Linked DNA regions of Arachis hypogaea: region 1 is linked to region 2. Evidence: chromatin contacts called from public Hi-C data. All regions are on one chromosome and are shown on one strand. The core of a region is the stretch at or near the end of the contact, and the rest is flanking DNA. Distances in the headings are between cores, read along the strand shown. Region 1 holds the start of LOC112732915. Region 2 holds the start of LOC112732910.

The links. A called contact is a pair of places that touch in the nucleus more often than the background predicts.
Region 1: a contact with region 2 is called in a Hi-C map of an unstated tissue, with 4 times the contacts expected there. The contact joins the promoter of LOC112732915 here to the promoter of LOC112732910 in region 2. A contact is called at or near these places in 4 of 8 Hi-C or Micro-C datasets (leaf and an unstated tissue).

Annotation. Positions count from the first base shown.
Region 1 is chr13:118,726,644-118,732,555 of arahy.Tifrunner.gnm2.J5K5, reverse strand. LOC112732915 reads left to right here and starts at 3,386. Exons shown (of 12, transcript XR_011869900.1): 1 at 3,386-3,835; 2 at 4,223-4,288; 3 at 4,682-5,112; 4 at 5,224-5,309; 5 at 5,463-5,607. It overlaps LOC140178183 (a long non-coding RNA gene), which reads right to left and starts at 2,805. Exons shown (of 3, transcript XR_011870436.1): 1 at 2,739-2,805; 2 at 2,542-2,627; 3 at 2,245-2,388.
Region 2 is chr13:118,523,582-118,529,925 of arahy.Tifrunner.gnm2.J5K5, reverse strand. It overlaps LOC112732910, which reads right to left and starts at 2,012. Exons shown (of 4, transcript XM_025781730.3): 1 at 522-2,012; 2 at 90-350. The coding sequence starts at 1,718. LOC112732908 (chaperone protein ClpC, chloroplastic) reads left to right here and starts at 5,210. Exons shown (of 10, transcript XM_025781728.3): 1 at 5,210-5,550.

The DNA.
Region 1 (5,912 bases), core at 2,137-4,636, 200 kb before region 2:
GGGAAAATTTTCAAGTTCCAACGTTAGCCTCCAAGTTAGGGGGCTAACGTTGGGGCTAACTTTTCAACCAAAAGTTTGTGCAAAAGTTTGATACTAACTTTAGGTCCAGCTTCTTGCTTCCTGGTTCAATTTCACTTATTCCATTATCTCCTCTTTACTCCTAGCCATTCCTTCTTGCTTCAACCCTTCTCCAAGCTTTCTTCACCTATAATTAATCAACCAAACACATCAAAGCTATGCTCAAAATCATGAGATATTCATTCTTTCACAATATGCAACAAATATTGCATAAAACCTCATGAAATGGCATGAATTCATATATGGTTGATTCAATCAAGGAAAACATGAAAATCTACTCAATTAGCTTGCTTGTAGCTCAAGAAAGTGCATAATTCTAATGAAAACAAAAGAAAAAGACTAGTTAAAATAGGCTAAGATGGCTTGTCATCACTCCACTTGCTAAATATCATGAGCTACAGTATAAGAGCATCCACTGATTAGGCAGCATAATAGGAATGAGTCTATCAGAAAAATGACAAATGTAAACAACGAAGCATCTACACAAGGGAAATTTGAATCTTCAACTGGAAATTATTGATTTACAACAAAAGAATTACCGGCTCAATGATGCTGAAGAACCTTTATCTATTGAACCACATATGCACCTCCCTGAATTTCTGTAACCTCATGGTCCTAGATGGTAACATAAAAAAAAATGAAACAGTGGAAAATATGTAGTAGTAACAAAACTTCTGTGCTAACCAAATCTGACATGTACATTTCATAAATAAAAGTAAAGAACATACTGGGGTCAGGAAAAAAAAAGGCTATTTGAAAGCTGTAAAATCAACCAAAGATATCGCATACCGCGTTGTAAATCGGTATCTGGTTATGCCAAAACTCTAAGGGTGGTAGAAGCAAACTTCTTGCAATATGATTCACGCACAAAATTCAACAAAATTAACAGTAATATCGAGCAAAAATATTAGTAAGTACATGAAAAGTGCACTAGTGCATCAAGTATCTAGGCCAAATAAGAATTAGCTTTTATGAATGAGAACTGGGAAATAACTAACAGGTAATACTTACCTAATCTGGACTTTTTGAAACTTGATAGAACAGACACTGAGGATATCTTCTCTTTCTCACCAATGATCAAGGGGCTTAAACCCTTTTTTCGTAGATATTTGGTTGCAGTGGCAGATCTAGTCCTTTTTCTTTCACACGTGATCTAACTTTTTTTCACTTTTAGCTTTTTTTCTCCTTGAACAACTTTCTTTATTTTCAAATAAAGTTCTAGAAAATCTAGATGTAGAACTTTCATCGAGATGCTCAGATGGTGTATTTGCTTTTTCTGTAGTTACTTTTTCCAGAGATTGCAACTGAGTTGGTGTCACTGGACTGTTCAGTTTGTCTGGATGTTTTAGAGTAATTCCAGAAGCTGGCTGCTTCTGCTGACAGACTTTCATGTTATGATACCTGGTAACATGTCTAATGCTGTCACTACCTTGAGCAGCATTAACCCCACATGTAGCGCTAGAATCATGCCATTTACATTCCGCATGTGGCTTTCTATGAGCTTCAAAAGCTTCCTTTAAAGGTTTTGAAGAAGACAGGATAGATTTTTGTTGAGCTGTTACACTTAAAACATGAAGCTAGATAACAAAAGATCTTGGAGATACGGAAAGATAAAATATCAAAGAGACTATAAGTCATGTGAATGCAAATAATCATAGAACCAAATCATGCAACGTCGTCCAAATATTTACCACCAGAGAAGATCTCAGGATCAATTGATGATACATTTTTAGGAACAACACTACCCAAATCAGTGCCAATAGTTGATTCATCCTTAATCAAATTTGCTGCATAGCTTTCCCAGTTTTGAGGAAAACCAAATAAGAAATGATTGAAGACCTAGCACCATAGAAAACGGGTGAAAAATCAAACTGGAAAGACATACAAATTCTACATTATTTTGATGCTTGTTCGCAAACCAAAACTTAATGGTTTCCATCCAATCTACTGCTGACCCATCATTTAAGAGTTTGACAACCAGGTTAAATTGCTTAATTATGAGGGAATTCATGGGTAGATGCATGTATAAATCTCTTCCAAGACAGAATATGCATATTGATGCCATATGAAATTCCCAAACCACCATGTAATGAATCAATTTGCAAACGTATTTAATCATGTAGAGAAGTAGAGAGAGAATACACCAATGAGTAATGGCTACAAACCTCAGGAGGGAAACCATTACCAATGGTGCGCTGCTCATCAATGAAACCCCTTATGATAATATAAACCCCATCTGTGGTCTCAAGAGAGAACAGACCATGCCGTTTTGCAATGGGCGCACTGGTGAAGACACGCACTACTTCTTCCCTGATTCACGGAATCAAGTTATGCAATTACCAGATTAGATATTTCAAGGAAGACATTACTCCAAATCAATTTCAACAAATCACCAAAATGCATTAAAGGAAGTAAAACAAGGTCACGAAAAGACCTAATACAAAATCAAGCTAAGTTTCTTACCTTTTTGATGCAATGCCTCCAATGGCTAACTGCTTTCCTTCGAATCCATGTTTAGCTTTAACCAGCCACCATTCATACATGCAAACCTTCGCATACGGAAAACACAGGAAGAACCAGAACTACGAAAAAATGAAAAGAGGAAAAATACTTAGGAGAACAAATAAATTGGAAGGAGAATGCGGAGAAGCATAAGTAACCGTTGGTTGGAAACAAGATAAATTGGCGTTTTTAGAGGTGGATGGAGTTGAAGTAAGTTCAGCCATGGTGGGAAACGTGGGAAACAGTGAAATCCCCGTTACTCTTCGCCAGGGCTTCTAATGGCTGACTAATGGTGGCAGAGAAGAAGAAGACGATCGGAGAAGCGCCGTCGCACTTTGCAGCCACTGGTGGTGTCGTTGTCGCTGAGGGTCGACCTCACCGAGAAGCAGTGCAGCACCGTGGTCGTGAAGGTGAGAGAAGCAATTGAACAGAGGAGCTTCGGCGCAGGCCAAGGTGACTCTGAGGCTGGTGAGTGGTGACAGTGGCTGGTGAGAGACAGAGAGAAGGTTGAGAGGGAAAGGTGGCGTCATATGCGAGGGTGAGGGGACTGAGGGTGCGTGGCTGGCTTGCATTGTTCTGAAAACCGAACTGGGTCGGCCAGTTCAACCGGGTTAACCAAGAACCGGTCACCAAGTCAGTGCGGTTGTCCTTATAAACCGCCTGGTAAAAATCAATTAAAAAACCGGTCAACCCGACAATTAAACCGTTGAACCGCTGAAATTGGCCGGTTTTTAGAGGGTTTTCGCTTCGGTATTACTCTCCAAAACGGCGCCTTTTTACGTTTTAAAAAGAAAAAAAAAAAAAAAAAACCTTAATCTACCCAATACCCATGACCCCAACGCAGCCCTGTCACACTCCCACCCCTCTCCTCTCCGAAATTTTGAAATTGAAAGAACAATCTCAAGAAAGAACCCTAGCCACCCAGTCCCGCCGCCCGCAGCCACCGCAGCCCCCAACCCCCGTAGCCACCGCAGCGTGTTAGGCATCGCGTGTGGAAGCTCCGTCGCTGTCGCAGGAGCTGTGTCGCCGTCGTAGGAAGCTCCGTCGCGGTTCTCGGAAGCTGTGTCGACGTCGTAGGGAGCTCCGTCTCGGTCCTAGGAAGCTGTGTCGCCATCGTAGGAAGCTCCCTCGCCGTCGTGTGGAAGCTCTGTGGCCGTCGCCCTCTCCTCTGTTTGAGCGCTCTCTCTCTCTCTGTGTTCGCCGGTGTCGCCGTCTCCTCTATCGTCGACGTCACTTCCCTTCCTCCTCGCCGCCGGTAAGCAGTAAGCACTGTGACTTGGAATCATTTTTGCTGGTTTTAGTGTTTTACTGTTGTTTGAAACTGAGTTGCTGAGTAGCTGGATTTTGTTTGCTGAGTTAATTTTGTTTTCTTGAGTTAATTTTGTTCATGATTTTTTTTTAGCTGGATTTTGTTGGCTTGAGTTAATTTTGTTCATGATTCTCTACGCTGCTTTTACTCTCATTGTTTGCTGAGTTAATTTCTATGCTGCTTTCATCTTTCTTCACTGCATTCTTAGTTATTTAGTGATGTTTCCTCTGTGAGTGTTTTTTCTTCCATATGCTTACTAATAGAATTTATCTCTTATATATTTTGGCATTTATTAATTTGCTTAATATCTTAACATGGTTACCAATAATTCAGTGAGGATAGACGACTAAGATGGCTTTTCAGTAATTTTTGAGGAGGAAACTCCAATCTCACTTTCATGTAAGCATTATCCCCTGCCTTTCTGGTTTTTTGTATCATAAGGAGTATTTACTTTTTGATCTGTGTTGCCTGTGACTTCAAATGAAGACCCTTAGGTGAAAGATGCACTTGAGAATGGGAAAATGGTTTTATCTCTTACCTCCGAGTTTAGAATTAATACCAGTATCTTTTTGGTTCCTCAAATTGTTTCACTAGTTGAAAATTTATCACTTTGCGTTAATCCTATTTGATTGAAACGCCTGGAATCTGAATCTTATTTCTGTAAAACAAATTTACAATATATTCAAATACGACTGCCTCATTTGTGAAAAGCAACTGCACTTGGGCTTTCATATACTAATGCTTGTTTATTATACATTGATAATGCCATGCTTTCATATCTTAATAAGGCAGCCACGCACCCTCAGTCCCCTCACCCTCACGTACGGCGCCACCTTTCCCTCTCAGCCCTCTCTCTGTCTCTCACCAGCCACCGTCACCACTCACCAGCCTCAGAGTCACCTTAGCCCGCGCCGAAGCTCCTCTGTTCGACTGCCTCTCTCACCTTCACGGCCACGGTGTGGCACTGCTTCTCGGTGACGACGACCTTCAGCGACGACGACACCACCAGTGGCTGCGAAGTGCGACAGCGCTTCTCTGCTCTATTTTCCCGGGGCTGCTGTCCCGGTCGTCTTCTTCTTCTCTGCCACCATCAGTCAGCCATTAGAAGCCCCGACAAAGTGTAACGGGGATTTCACTGTTTCCCACGTTTCCCACTCATGGCTGAGCTTACTTCAACTCCATCCAATTCTAAAAACGCCAATTTATCTTGTTTCCAACCAACGGTTACTTATTCTTCTCCTCATTCTCTTTCCAATTTATTTGTTCCCCTAAGTATTTTTCCTCTTATAATTTCTTCATAGTTCTGATTCTTCCTGTGTTTTCCGTATGCGAAGGTTTGCTTGTATGAATGGTGGCTGGTTAAAGCTAAACATGGATTCGAAGGAAAGCAGTTAGCCATTGGAGGCATTGCATCAAAAAGGTAAGAAACTTAGCTTGATTTTGTATTAGGCTTTTTCGTGACGTTGTTTTACCTCCTTTGATGCATTTTGGTGATTTGCTGAAATTGATTTGGAGTAATGTCTTCCTTGAACTATCTAATCTGGTAATTGCATAACTTGATTCCGTGAATCAGGGAAGAAGTAGTGCGTGTCTTCACCAGTGCTCCCATTGCGAAACGGCATGATCTGTTCTCTCTTGAGACCACAGATGGGGTTTATATTATCATAAGGGGTTTCATTGACGAGCAGCGCACCATTGATAATGGTTTCCCTCCTGAGGTTTGTAGCCATTACTCATTGGTGTATTCTCTCTCTACTTCTCTACATGATTAATTACGTTTGCAAATTGATTCATTACATGGTGGTTTGGGAACTTCATATGGCATCAATATGCATATTCTGTCTTGGAAGAGATTTATACATGCATCTACCCATGAATTCCCTCATAATTAAGAAGTTTAACCTGGTTGTCAAACTCTTAAATGATGGGTCAGCAGTAGATTGGATGAAAACTATTAAGTTTTGGTTTGTGAACAAGCATCAAAACGATGTAGAAATTGTATGTCTTCCCAGTTTGATTTTTC
Region 2 (6,344 bases), core at 763-3,262:
TATAACTTCCAGATAGACATGGTATTGCTCATTGTTAAAATAAAGTTAAGTTAATAAGAAAGAACAAGAACAATAATAGTTAATATTACCCTGGCAGGCTGGTCATTGGGAGTTGGCAATGAAGAAGTGGGGCAAGAAGCAGTTTCCTTCATCATCATGCGGCTGGGAAGAGAAGCAGCTGCTGGCGGTAGAGTAGCAGTATTATTATTAGTTGGTGTCAAAGGATGATGCAAGCTTGAAGCAGGTGCCGTAGGAGGCATTGATTGCAATTCGTTATGAAGGTCATTAATCTTTTGCAGAAGTTCTTTCATATATTCAATTGCATCCCCAAGTATTGAAGCCCTGTCCATCTTTCATAACCACATATATAATAACCATGCATGCTATATATACATGTTAGCTTAATAAAAAATGCGTTTTTGAATGCTTTAAGCTAAGACCTTAAGTTCATGCAGTTCACATTATTTGAGTGAAAGAAGAAGAATGAACAAAACAGTGGCTATTAAGAACACGTTGCTTACTTTGCTGATATTAGGAACAACGGATCTGAGCATGTAGAGTCTGTCATTGAGCTTCTTCCTTCTGCGGCGTTCAGCCATCAAGTTCTTAGCAGGCATCCCTGTCTTCTTCTTGTTATTATTCCCTTTCTGCAAATTGAGATTATTGTTACTGTTTCTGTTGTTGTTTTCACCAATAATATTCTTGTTTTTACTACTACTCTCTGATTCCATCTTCATCATGTTGTTGTTGTTGTCAATACTATCCTCAACCATGTCATGATCAGAATAATCATCATAGCTGTTTAACAAACTTCCATCTCCAGTATCTTCCATCTCCAGCTTCCTTTTCTCTTCTTCATTATTATTCCCTTGTTGTTCCTCCTCATCAAGTTTGCCCTTTCCTCTTTCATCTGTGACGTTGATTTTCCTGTGTTGTGCTGCTCTCTTCTGAAAGAGTGTTGGTTGTGCACCTGATGATGGAGGTAAAGATTCAAGAGGTCTCATGAGTATGTTGGAGTACTTGTTGTTCATCATCCATGATGATGAACTACTACCAGTATTATTCTCAATGTTATTGTGAAAACCCTCAAAGAGGCCAAACTTATTATTGGGCGGTTTATCTTCTTCTTCATGTTCTTGTGGGATTACACAGCTCATGGTTGCTGATAAGCTATTATTATTGGGGTCTGATGATGAGTTGTTCAAACTTGTTGGAAATCCTAAACCCCCCAAGAGAGTAGCATCTACGTTTGATGAAGAGGTAGCGAAAGCTTGAGGTTCAAGAAACCCCATCACCTGTTGGCAACTATTATTATTTCCACCATTTTGATCATACAAAGGGTTATTGGTGGTGCTGCTAGGGATCATCATGCCACTTAGAAGAGAAGAAAATATGGGTTTTGGAGTGGCCTGATGAGGGTAGTGTTGAAGGTTGGTGATGAAGGACATGGATGAAGGGAAAGAAGAGGGATGGAAGAAAGGGTTGCTGTTGTTGTTATCTTGGTGAAAGAAGTTCATGTCCCTTGTATCTGAATCTGAATCCGGAGGTTGATTTTGGATAGTAGTAACAGTGTTGTTGATGTTGTTGTTTGGCATGTACCAATCTTCATTGACTACCTGAGGAGGAGGCATGATAGGAATAGGGACAAGTTCATAGGTGTTGTTGGCATCAGAGAGCTCTCTTTCTTCCATGAGACAAGTGCTGTTTGTGCTGGACATGCTTGTTGCTTCTTGTTGTAGTAACGCAAGTTGGGGGGAAAAAAACAAAGTAGACAAGTTAAAGGTGTAAAGGGATTTGCTTTTACTGAAGGTGTCTCAAGGCCTTGGCTTCTTTTCCGGGGAAACAACGCAAAACCAGCTTCAACAACCACCCAATACCGCGTAACGTATTGTAACGCTATATCGTCACTTCCTTACCGCCAACCAGCATGTTCCGTTCTTGGACTTGGAGATATATATCACTAATTAATTATTCAATGAATAACACCACAGGGTTTAAACATGCTACTTATTGCTTGCATCACTCCCACTTCTGTACTTATATATCTGTAAATACCAGTGTGCAAGTCAGTACAGATTAATGTTCCTTCGGTTATAATTTAATGGGTTATGCTACAAAGGACACCAAAATTAATCACCAAAATTAACTTTTCGTATAAAATACATTTTTACACATTGAAAATAAATTAAACTACCCATATATTTATATATAAATATATTGGTGGCTAAGTTTAATATACAAATAATATTTTCCTAATTGAATATATATCAATTAAAAATAGAATTTAATTTTAAAACACTAATAATGTAGAGTGTTTTATAATAGTGTAATCATATTATTTTTTTAATAATCATTAACGTAATTAATATAAAAATTAATTATTTTGATTGATGTAAAGTTACATAATTAGATACATATATAAAAATATTTTATATTGATAATGTGTTAAAATTAAATTCTTAAAAATAAATAAATAATTTATTATATCAAAAGAATATAAACCGGTAAAGTGCTGAGGAGGGCGGGGAACACTTGCTTATTAAGGTAAACGTTTTTCTTTTCTTTATATTTTTCTCTTTTTCATATATTATATCAATAGATACTAATATATCTATTAAAATTTTTATTTATTAAATATGTGTAAGAATAATAAAATTAAGATTAGTTAAAATGATCAATAATTTACAGTTTAATTAAAAAATCTCAAAAAGAATTTTTTTATAAGAGAAAAGGACAAATAGGTCCCTGACCTTTTGTCCCGCAGACATTTTTGTCCCTGACCATTGAAAAATACTTTTAAGTCCCTGACCTTCACAAAATTTGGACGGATCAGTCCCTCCGTCCAAATGCCTCCGTCAGGGACTGATCTGTCCAAATGCCTCCGTGAGGGACTGATCCGTCCAAGTTTTGTGAAAGTTAGGGACTTAAAAGTATTTTTCAATGGTCAGGGACGAAAATGTCCACAGAGTAAAAGGTCAGGGATCTATTTGTCCTTTTCTCTTTTTATAATTATATATAATGATAAATATTTTAAAAAAATTATATACTATGTGTATAAGTGTATTAGATACAGATGTATATTAGTTTGATATTCAGCCACTACATATGCTATGTATATATTAATATGAATTTAATTTTAATATATTAATAATATAAAATTATATATATCTAATTACATAATGCATATCAGTAAAAATAATTAATTTTTATATTAATTATATGAATCATCTTTTAAAATTAAACTCTATTAATATAAGAGAAGTTTAGTTTTTCTCTGATGAGGACTTAAACATACAGTGCTGTGTTTTGTCATGGGATTGCATTAAAAGAAGTAGTACCTTATTAGGGTTTTGAAAGTCAAGTCTGATATGAGAGAGAGGAAGATGGTAGAAAAACAAGAAAAAGAGGGCATGGTTAAATAAAGTGAGAAATTATGAGAATCAATAAAAATGATGGATATGGATATAGCAGTTTGAATAATCTCGAGCATCTCGTGAATCCCCTTTCTTTGTCAACAACAGTTACTGCCCAATCTTGAAACCAATTTTACACCTCTCTCCCCACCGCACCACAACGCTCATCTGTTTTCCCTACTTCTCCAACTTATATATTTTATTTATTTATTTTCAAAATATTTATTAAAATTACATACGGTTATAATTTTAAATTTCTAACTCATGAATTATTTACTAATGAGTACTGATAAAAGCTAGCTTCAAATTACACTATAATTTTTTATATATAAAAATATACTGATCGATCTAATAAGTATCTTTACCAAAAACCATTCAAAATCATAGCCGAATTTCCAAAACCGTTGAGGCCCGCTGCATGTATATGAATTCTGTAAAAATGTTTTGAAATCATCATAAGATATATGCCCAATATGCTTGGAAAAACAAAGGGGGACAAGATCTTAATTAAGTTGCATGCAGCTGTGCTGTGAGTATATATTATATATGGTGTATTAATGTTTGTCCACTAAGCTCGTGAGCATGTTGCAGAACGTACGTTTAATTTGCCTGTGTCTGATGGTGTGGGGCATATGCCGTATACCAATACCAAGTTATTTAAATCAACATCATTTCATCAATGTGCTGAAAGTGATGCATCTCATCATCCCGCGAAATCAATGACAGCAGTAGTAGGTTTTTCTAGTTTAACTATAACTAAAGTTACTTAACATTTTTAAAAATAAAAAAATTTAATGACTTACGGTTATACGGCTATTTTAAGGAGTAGATTTTTGCGGTGAAAAACGCCACCATCAAGGAAACTTTGGCTGTTTACACCCCCAATACATATTATAATTTTCAAAATATTTCTCATTATTATTTTTCTTTTCATGATATTGAAATAACTTATTTATAATTTTTTTTGGTGGGCAACTTATTTCTAATTTCGTTCACTATGAAATAATAATTTTAGAGAATAACACTTCTTTTTTTTTTGTGTGTGAAAAATAAATAGCATTTAAAGTACTAGTTTTTAAAAATAAGGCCCACAACTTTTTTCTTGGTCTTTGAATAAGGCCCACCTTAAAGTACTGGTTTGGGTAACCCAGTTTATTTTTGGACCATACTTTACCCACTTTTAAGTTTTGCTACAATTTAAGGGGCGGTTCAGAGCGGCGATCCTTGAGAAAAGCCCAATATTTAGGTACATGAAAGCCCATTGCTTTCATTTGAATGCTTACTTCCCTTGACATTGATTTGCGGATTGAGGCAAAAATCTAATGCCTAATCTAGTTATGAACGAATTTGAGTAATTTCATTATGCACGAAACAATAGATTATCTTTCTTGCAAGAAACATTTATTGAACTCAATTTCGTTCCTTTTCCGCTTTGTCCATAGAAAACAAATAGAGAAGAAAAGAAATAAGAAAAATATAGATAAAAAATAAAAATATTAAATAATGTAAATAATAGATATATTGAATATTTATTTCATTAAGTGTACAAATAATTATTTTAATATTAAGATTTAGATAAATAATTTAAAAATATAATATATTTTTATTTGATTAATAATTATTCATATTATTTAAAAAAGTCATTGTTTATCTCCCAAAAAAATAACATTTTTGAACAATAATTACGCTTTACCCATGAATGGCTAAGAAGGGGATAAAATGAGTTGCCAATTGCAAACTGGTCATCAGAATTCACATCCCAACAAAAAGAGCCTCATGCATTTCGTTTCTTGCGTGTCACATTCCAAAGCACTAGAGTGAACCAATAAAAGGCGAACACGTGTTATCGAAGTATGGGGAGAGTTTGATATAATAAGAGAGGGTGCAGGGAAGGGTAGGTAGAGGTGAGGGGCGCAAACGACATATATAAGGCTGTCGTAGTTCTATTGTTGTCGACGACCGCATTTTATCTGTTACCTTTTTCCTCCCTCCTCGCCCCACCATACAAACCGAACTTAAACCCAAACCCTCTCTTTATCTTTCTATCTGAATTTATTTTACAATCCTTTAATTTTTTCCATTTATATTTCTCAATCTTTTCTGGGTCGAAGTTGAATTTGTGTGGCGAGGGCTTCTGGTGAGTTCATTGCGCTTTTTGCGTTTGTTGTTCGGTGTGGTAGTTCAATAGCTGCTTCGATTAGGTTTTGCAGCTAAGGTTGTGTTGAGTACATGGGTTGTTGCATTTTCCCTTCCGTTTGCTTGTGTGGGTTTTACTATGTATGTTTCTGGTTTTGCGCACCAGGTGTTTGTTTAAATGCTTTAATGTGCCTTTGTTGTTGGGCTGACCCCTCTGTCTCTCTCTCTGTCTCTGTCTCTGTCTCTGTCTCTCTCTCTCTCTCTCTCTCTCTCTCTCTCTCTCTCTCTCTCTCTCTCATATGCCTTTAGCTCTATTATTTTATGAAGTTTGTCACTGTCAAGTTTCCAAAGCTTCAAGTTCCTTGTTATTTGTTATAATTATTATTGGTTTCGTTTTGGTTCAATGGTGTTGATTTGTTAGTCCACGTTCGATACTCTGTTGGAACCTCCGTGGGCATCATGTCAAGTTCGGTTTCCTTGCTGGAGTGGTGGCTGTACTTTGTTTTTTTGATGGATTGAATGATTTACTTTAGCTTAAATTGGGAAGTTGTCGAGCAGAATGGAAAATGTTTTTGTTTTCAGCTTTCTCCATAGCTGTAATGTCTTCTTTTGGAATTGTACAATGATTGTGTAATGCGTCTCTTTAATCTCCTGGGTGATATACATTGGAAGTTTTTCTTTGCTTGTGGGAGTGAGGGCTCACTAGTGAAAATGACGGAGCCCATGTACACCTTTTTCATACCCCATTTAGTGAGAAAAGGCTTGGTTGTAGTTGTTTCTTGTAATCTTGTACTT